Linked DNA regions of Arachis hypogaea: region 1 is linked to region 2. Evidence: chromatin contacts called from public Hi-C data. All regions are on one chromosome and are shown on one strand. The core of a region is the stretch at or near the end of the contact, and the rest is flanking DNA. Distances in the headings are between cores, read along the strand shown. Region 1 overlaps LOC140179604 (a long non-coding RNA gene). Region 2 holds the start of LOC112749579 (protein DETOXIFICATION 56).

The links. Hi-C and Micro-C count contacts between places; a contact is called where the count stands out from the background.
Region 1: a Hi-C map of an unstated tissue shows a contact between it and region 2, with 4 times the contacts expected there. The contact joins the enhancer-like site here to the promoter of LOC112749579 in region 2.

What each region holds. Positions count from the first base shown.
Region 1 is chr15:14,271,327-14,275,478 of arahy.Tifrunner.gnm2.J5K5, reverse strand. It overlaps LOC140179604 (a long non-coding RNA gene), which reads left to right. Exons shown (of 3, transcript XR_011873174.1): 3 at 134-463. Among protein-coding and RNA genes, the nearest start is that of LOC140179604, 3.7 kb to the left of the region's middle. Within about 2 kb of position 1,993, at least 2 of the 3 cell types and tissues checked have open chromatin away from gene starts, as enhancers often do.
Region 2 is chr15:14,200,900-14,205,509 of arahy.Tifrunner.gnm2.J5K5, reverse strand. It overlaps LOC112749579 (protein DETOXIFICATION 56), which reads left to right and starts at 2,344. Exons shown (of 1, transcript XM_025797871.3): 1 at 2,344-4,610. The coding sequence starts at 3,399.

The sequences.
Region 1 (4,152 bases), core at 744-3,243, 70 kb before region 2:
TATGAGTATGCTGTTTTTGAATTTTTGTTGATAGATTTATTGATTTCAGAGTTTAAGCTTTTAGGGTGATTATTTGTTGCTGTATTTTAATTTTAAATCAAATTGATGCTTTCAAAAAATTAACAAACAGCAGATGTCCCATGTTATTGATTTAGAGCAAGGAAATCATGAAGATGATGCTGTTGTTGGAGGTCTTGGGAGTGATGATGATGATGGTATTGTATTTCTCTGATGCAGAAGACGGTGGTCCAAGCCACTCTCTTTTCTAATGTTCTTTACTTCATTCTTTAACTGCAAAATTTGGTTTTCGATGCTTTTTAATGCTGAATTTGATTGATTCTATGGAAATTTAGACACCTTTTTGTTTATGATTCATGGAATTGAGAATTGGATTGTTTGGTACTGCTTTATATGTATATTTATTGCATGTCTTGGTGCTGAGTCTCACAAATATTCTGAATTACTTACAGCTATGGTTTCTTTATTGAATGAGATTTTATTTTTCCAAAAGAAATCATAGAGGATTAGGGTTGTGGATTTTTTAATTGAGTGATGAGTATAAAGCTGAAGATGATGATGACAAAAGTGATTGGAAACATATATTTTAAGAGTGTTTTAAAAAGACTTTTGAGTTTGTAAATTGATAAGATCATATAGTTTTGGTGTGTTTATTTATTTTTTATTTATTATTTTATTATAAACGGTTTTTCGGTTCAACCACGGTTGAATCTGTAAACTAGTAGCTAGAACGGTTTAATAATCAGTTCGGTTTCAGAACCTTGATCGTTTTTGCTAACGGTTTTCGGTTCGAACTGGTTTTCAGAACATTGGTTTTGTGCATTAGATATTAATTGTTTCTATCACTCAACAATATAGGTTGTCATCACGTTAGATTTTATCCAGTTTTCAGCGTAAAATTCGTTGGTTCTGATTTCTTTTTAAAATGATTTTCATTTTAATTTATGGAAAAACTGATGGTGATTGTCATTTATAGAGCGTATTGATTTGTCTCATTGTTTTGTTTAGCTTGCTTGCACTTCTTAGAAGAAAACTTTTCATTGTAATTCTTCCATTAGAAGGGATAAAGATCCTTAGTTCATACTTTTAATAATAATAATAATAATAAGTAGCTAAATCACCACAAATAATTTTAATTTTTGAGTGTTTCTAATGCTATTAGCATAAGCATAATATTTGTTCAAAATTTTGAATGATAAAAAAAAACCTTCAATGCATCAACAATTGTAATCTGTAAATTATTTACGTGGTATGGTTGTTGTTAGTTAGTTTTCCTTATCTATTGTCTTATTATTTTTATTGATTTCTTTAGATTTGTTTACCGCCGAATGTTCAATTGAAAATTTAGACATTGTATTTGTTCTTTTTCTTTTCCTTTGATTTTAAAGAATGCTGTCTTTTCAAATATAAATAAATAGAATTTAGCATTTTCACTCCGGAAGAACAAAGTTTCTATGGTTGAAGAAATAGTTGCACGATTGGTGAAATTTCTGTCCTCTAGTTTCAGATCATTATCTCGTTTGGAGAAGTCACGCTTGGTCTTGGAAGATACTTTGGCCATCGTATATGTCCCTTACCATTTTCCTATCTTATTTTTTTATTTTCGTATCGTTCCGACAATTTTAGTGAGATGCTTGTTTTTTTAGGTTAAACTGCCCCGAAAACAGGCTGAAGCCATAAGTGCATCAACATATGATGTTCTAAATGACAATATAGAGTAGGTAGCCATTTTGGTGTTTTACATCTTTTTATACTTGTTTTGGTCAATAAATTTTTGGGGATACTCCCATAAACATGTTACAAACATCTTTTTTAAAGTTGTTGACATGTTACATTTTAATTGGTTGTATTTAAAAAATCGGTTAATAAATTATTCTGTAAACTCGGTTTAAAAACTCAGTTTGACCCTGTTTGGTTCACATAAACCGAACCGGTTCATTTTTTTTAATTGCTGATACGACGTCGTTCAGCAATCCTAAACTCTACCTTCTCCTCCCTTAACGTCACTCTTCACTGAAGCTCTCGAGCTCTCTCATCTCTCTCGCTGTGGCTCATTGCCCTCGCACGCAAGCTCTCTCCTTCTCTCGTCTCCGGTCTCCCTCACTGTCTCCGGACTGGCACTCAAGCTCGTCGTCGCTCTCTCGGCTCCGGTCTCTCTCACAGTCTCTGGTCTCCCACTCAGTCTCGCTCGCTCGCCTTCCCTGCCGTCGTCGTCGCCGACAGCAGAAGCAGCAGATCCTGGGACTGGTCGTCATCGTCTCTCCCTGTCTCGTCACCCTCTTGCAGTCAGTCCCGCACCTTCGTTGCGCTTGTTGCCGGCAGCAGAAGCAGCAGGTCCCAGGGCTTCCTCCTCGCTGTCAGCAACTCTCGCTGTCAGCTTCCTTCGCGCAACCAGAAGCTGGTCCCGATTTGGTGAGTCCCAACAAATTCCCCTGTTCTTTCTTTTTCTGTTTGTTGCTGTGTTTGATTTTGCTGCTGAAAATATCACTGAACTACTCTTTTTGTTGCTGAAAATAATCACCGACATGAATTTGTTACTGATTATCACTGAACCATCCATAATTTGTTGTTGAAAATATCATTGAGCTAGATTTTTTGTTGCTGAGAATCATCACTGAGATGAATTGGTTCCTAATTATCGTTACTGAACTTTGATTTTGTTGCTGTCTTACTCAAATAATTAGCTAAATCTTTTTTTTTTTTTGTTGAAAATCATCACTGAGTTGAATTTGTTAGTGATTGAACCTTGAATTTGTTAGTGATTGAACCTTGACTACAATTCCTCTTGGTATGTTGCATTTCCTCTACATAACTTGGTTTTAATTTATCAATTTCTGCTTTAAGGTTTGATGGTCTTGGTGTGTTATTTCTAGAGATCTTTCAGCTGGGGCTTGTTTGGGAGTTACGGATAAAGATTCTTATTCATCTGCTTCTCAGATAACAACAACATATAAATATCATCTGTGCATTCTGCTGGTAATTTTAATCATCCAATGGATTTTTAAGTAATGTGTAAATTTAGAGGTTTCATAATCGGGTTTTTTTATAGATGATGGATATAGAAGTAAAAGTAGAATTGGCTAATGTAGTTTGTGTAAGCAATTAGAAACATACCAAAAAACATTCTTGCTCTGAAAAAGCAGCATTATTTATTAGGAAGCAACTTCACAATGCTGAAACCCAAAGGCTGAACCATAGTTTGAGAAATTCTCCATCTAAAACACCTGGTTTCTTGGATGATTATGCTTTTCTGAACTCTGGATTATTACTAAATCTCTGTATTATGCCTTTCTTTGCATGTATAATTCATATTTAACGTTGAAAAACACATTCTGTGAGTAGTGTGTTATTTCATGTGTCATTTTTACCATGATAGTCGTATTTAATTGTTTATGTTTTGTTTGTCAAGAACCTCAGGTTTCAAGCTCTGTGTTAAGTTAATAAATATTTTAGGCAACTACTCCCATGAAGATGCCAAAAATATCTTTTCATGATGATCCTTGTTTAAAAAGTGTAACTTACTTGTTTAGCAACACTTTAAATAAAAGTAATACTTTTACTTCAAATAAAAATCAAGTCCTACAATCTATAATCTAATGGTCAAAATGATGTATCTTCACATGATGACAATCATTAAATCTTCATTGGAGTAGACACCAATATTTTAATCCTCTTATGTTGCATTTGGTTTTTTATTTAAAGGATCGAGCTAATGAGATATACAGGTGGGTTGAAGATCAGAAGTCTAGTAGATGAAGAAATCAGGATGCATTATTGGTATGAATAATCAAGCTGTCAAAGCTGCCCAAGAAGCTGTTCAGAACCTTTGAAGAACCTTTTGCAGCCCTTGAAATGTAGAGCAGAAGAGAGCATAAGGGCCATATTTACAATTATATCTTAGATGCCATGGGAGCATTCTGTTTTGGCCTAATTTTTTAACCACTCTACTTGATATTAACTCAACCGTTCATTTTGGTTCACCCTCCCTATTTGATTAATTCTTGGGGAAGGAGGAGCCATTGATATAAAAAGTTGCTCGACCTTCTAAGAGTTCAAAAGGGCATAAGAATCCAAGCAAAGCAGAGTGCCACTACAAGTTGAAGCCTCTCAGTTTAACCGTTTGTCAACTAAAGC
Region 2 (4,610 bases), core at 1,095-3,594:
AGCTTCATCAATGGAGGTGCATGGTAGGAGTAGTTCAGAAACCCAAATCGGGTGATTGTGTGAATGGTTGAGAATTTGAATTTCATTTGGTTGAATTTGCTTTATCCAGTTGTCCTCTAAAAATTGGCGTTTTCTTCTTTCTTCTATTTTGCTACAATATTTCAATTTGTATCTGCAGAAAAAAAATTCAAAATCAGTGCATTTAGAAAAAAATTAATTCCTTACTTATTGTATCTTTGATAAAATGCAAGATCTGTTTTACGACTTTCTATTGATGAATGGTCGAATATAATTATATACACAAACTAAAATATTTTCAATTGTAATTTTTTTTTTTAATTGTAGCACATCTAAAATTTTAAGTTATACAAAAAATATTTTTAAAACACATCCAAAATCACAAATCTAAAATTTAAATTTAAACATTAAAAAATAATTGTAACACATCTAAAATTATGAAGTTATACAGAAAATATTTTTGAAACACATCCAAAATCATAAATCTAAAATTTAAATTTAAACATTAAAAAACAATTGTAACACATTTAAAATTATAAAGTTATACAGAAAATATTTTTGAAACACTTCCAAAATACAGAAATTACACATGCAAAAATAATTTAACATTGCAATATATATGACCATCTTATTCGATTTTTTATTTCAAAAAAAATAAAAAACTTATACAGAATAATAAAAAAAAGTAATGGTGTTAGAGACCCATCCAAACCTCCGGTAAGTTTTCGGCGTGGCGACGTTGATGCGGACAAACGGCGACGAGGAGGAGGAAGACGGCGACGAAGATGAGTGTTAACAAAGGGAAATGTGGCGTTGTGAATGAGCACCGAGAAGGAGGAAGGCAGCGTCGAGGATGAGCGTAGAAGAGGAAGGTGACGCGGATGAACGACGGCGGAGGATGACTTCTGGATGTGCGCCTCGGAGGTTTTTCATGTGCGTTGAGGATGACTTTTTTGAGTGCTTTGTACTGATTTAGTTAATAATTAGATGGTTTAAAGTTTATTTTATAATTTTAAAATCAAAATTTTGAATTTTAAATAATTTTATTTTTAGATATGTATTTAAATTATAATATATTAATAATTAAATATATTAAATCTGAAACAAAAATTTAAAATTTTAATTTTAATTTTATTTAAATTGTATTTTGAATGTGTATTTAATTTTAAAAAGACAGTAAATCTATTCATAATTTTTAGATGTGTTTATTTTAATTTTTTTTAAATTATTGTAATAAAAAGCTGAATATTGTACCATTTTTAAAGGATACCTAGTTGAATTGTTTAAAAATAATATATAAGACGAATCATTAAATAATTTTTATTATTTTTGTTATTTTCATAAAGTTATGTGAATATTCAATGTAATAATTAATTATTAAAAAAAAGTTAAAATAAAATTAAGAGCCCTTATCCATCAGGTATATATGCCTGACCTTCTTTCGGTTCTCTTTTCAGTTATTTTCACCCTAATCTCGTGGGAATATTACGTGCTAAGTGCTTCGATTATGTATGAAGTATCTGTATCTGTTAAAGTCGCACTACAATACCCTACTCCACAGCTAGATTGATATATTCCCCACATCCTATATCCTTACAACATTCGATCATAGGATTAATAATGCTACACTTTATATACTTATATACCAAGATTACGTTCTTTTATGCCCAATACTACATTCTTATCTTTGAGTGACTTGCATATCCTAGTAAGTACTATCAGAATTTATGCCCTTTCATTTAATCTCATCCATCTAATTTATGCCCTAGTGTGCATGGAGTTGCAATAATATAAAACACTTTCGGTCACTTTGGTCTCACTCTCTAATAGTTTTTGTAAGAAAAAAAGGTTTTTCATTCGTTGATATTACTCTCAGCCTAACTATTGGGCATCATCAATCTAGGGAATATCCTAAAATTGACTTTGATTCCTCAATTAGTCAACGACAATAGTCGCCGTTACCCTGCATGTGGAATCGATCAAGCTATAGTTAATAAGTTGGCAATGTGTCGCGTTTTATATAACAAAATTGCACAGTGTTTTCTTTTTTAAATTCCCCGCTCTGCATATATATGACACTTTTTTAAGAGCATCATTATTTTGTGCGAAATATATTATATTTTCCAAAACCAGCAGATAGTTAAATTTTATATTAAAATTAATGTATTTGAGACAGTTAGAAATAGATGCATGCCATAATAGGTATGAGATGTGATCTCCTTTACCTCTAGACTACCTTTTAGTCGGGAACACAAAACAGCAAAGCCCTCCAACCACAATAAGGTTTTTTGTAATTTTGTCTACAGTAATAACAGAAACTGGATAATGATGCAATATATATAAACTTGTGTGAAATCTACAACACATCAAATCTTTTAAAATTCTATAAGATTCCTAATAGCTAATAAAATTATGATGACTCACTATTTTACAATGATGTATATAAACATGTGATAAAAGAAAATGGAAAAAAGAGGAAAAAACTGATTATGTTTCTTAAGATTGATCTTGGGGCTATGAGGATAAATGATATAATAATTAAAAATTTAAAAATATTATTTGTCTATTAAGATTCGTTACTATATATTTTTATATAAATACATACATAATTTAATTTATTTTTAATATATATTATATATTTTTAAATGTATATTTTACATTAATTATTAATTTTTAATTTGTGGCTAATTTTAATCCTCTTTTTAAAAATACAAAAAAACAGAATCCACTACCAATTTGGGCCCATGCAAATTAAAATGCTTTCTTTTAACAACTCTTTCCGTTTAAAATAAAACCAACACAAAAAAATTATTATTTATGTAAAATATGTGTTAAAATATACCAAATATGCATTAAAAATATATAAAATAATACATATAAATATATACAAATATATAGATAGTAATTTGATGATTGCGTTAATTTTTTTTTATCTATACATAATATTTTTGTTGAGAGTATATGAAAAATTGAAAATCATGTGATATTAATATCTCATCTCATTTTCTATTTCTCCAATTAGCTTAAAGACTAAAGATATAGAAGACGACATGTCTAGCCATTTATGCTATACATTATTATGTTTTAAATTTTTTAGAAATATGTAACCTGTTGCATGTAATCAAAGAGGCCATGGTAAACAAGTAAACAGAATATAAGGAGGTTGATGTTGCAAACCTTGTATAATAAGTACTCATGTACTTTGAAGAAACCAAGCAAATTAAAGTGTGTTGTAGCTGTGGTCTCTGGCTGGCATGGGTCATCATAAAAGCACTATAAATCTTTCACAAATTAGAAAGAAGATCCTCTTGTGATAATGGCAATGACTTCATCCTTTAACAACTAGTGCTCAGGCAAGCAAGCAAGCAAGCACGCACAAAATGAATGATACTAATCTGTCCAACCAAAACAAAGTAAAAATGTCAGCAGCAAAATCTGAGTTGGTAGAGAAGGCAAGCATAAACGTAGAAAGTAATGACCAATCATCTTCACCTGCTCCTGCAAGCCTTGGGAAGATGGTGGCTTCAGAGCTGAGAATTCAACGAGGAATAGCCCTTCCAATGGTGGCCATGAACCTTGCCTGGTTTGCCAAGACAGCCATCACAACAGCATTTCTAGGCCGCCTGGGCGAGCTCAGCTTAGCCGGCGGTGCACTGGGCTTCACTTTCGCCAACGTAACCGGCTTCTCCGTCCTGAACGGCCTGTGCGGCGCCATGGAACCCATCTGTGGACAAGCTCACGGTGCTAGAAACTTCAAACTCCTCCACAAGACCCTTCTCATGACAATCATATTGCTCCTCTTGGTAACAATTCCCATCACTTTCCTATGGCTCAACGTTGACAAAATCTTAATTCACTTCGGGCAGCACCAAGATATTTCAACGGTGGCCAAAACCTACATCTCATATCTTATACCAGATTTGTTTGTGACCTCGCTCTTCTGCCCCTTAAAATCCTACTTGAGCTCCCAAAGCATAACACTCCCAACCATGTTCAGTTCAGCCGTGGCACTTGCTTTCCACATACCAATCAACATAGTACTCTCAAAAACCATGGGCCTTGGGGGGGTTTCCATGGCTGTTTGGATAACCGATCTTATAGTGGTGGTTCTGCTGGCAATTTACGTAGCCATTCTTGAGAACAGAAAGGCAAGCATGTGGAAGGAAGGGGGGTGGTGGGATCAGAGCATACAAGATTGGATTAGGCTTTTGAAGCTGTGCGGATCATGCTGCCTCAACACATGCTTGGAATGGTGGTGCTATGAGATTCTCATCTTGCTCACTGGCCACCTCACTGACGCTAAGGACTCACTCGGAGTTCTCACCATTGTTCTCAACTTCGACTATCTGCTTTTCTCCGTCATGCTGTCCCTGGCCACCTGTGTCTCCACCCGAGTCTCCAACGAGCTCGGGGCCAACCATGCCGCCCCCGCGTACCGGGCGGCGTGTGTTTCTTTGGGATTGGGGTGTGCCTGCGGGTGCATAGGGAGCTTGGTGATGGTGGGGGCAAGGGGAGCCTGGGGGCCTCTGTTTAGCCATGAAAGGGGAATCATAACAGGGGTAAAAAGGACAATGCTGCTGATGGCTCTTGTG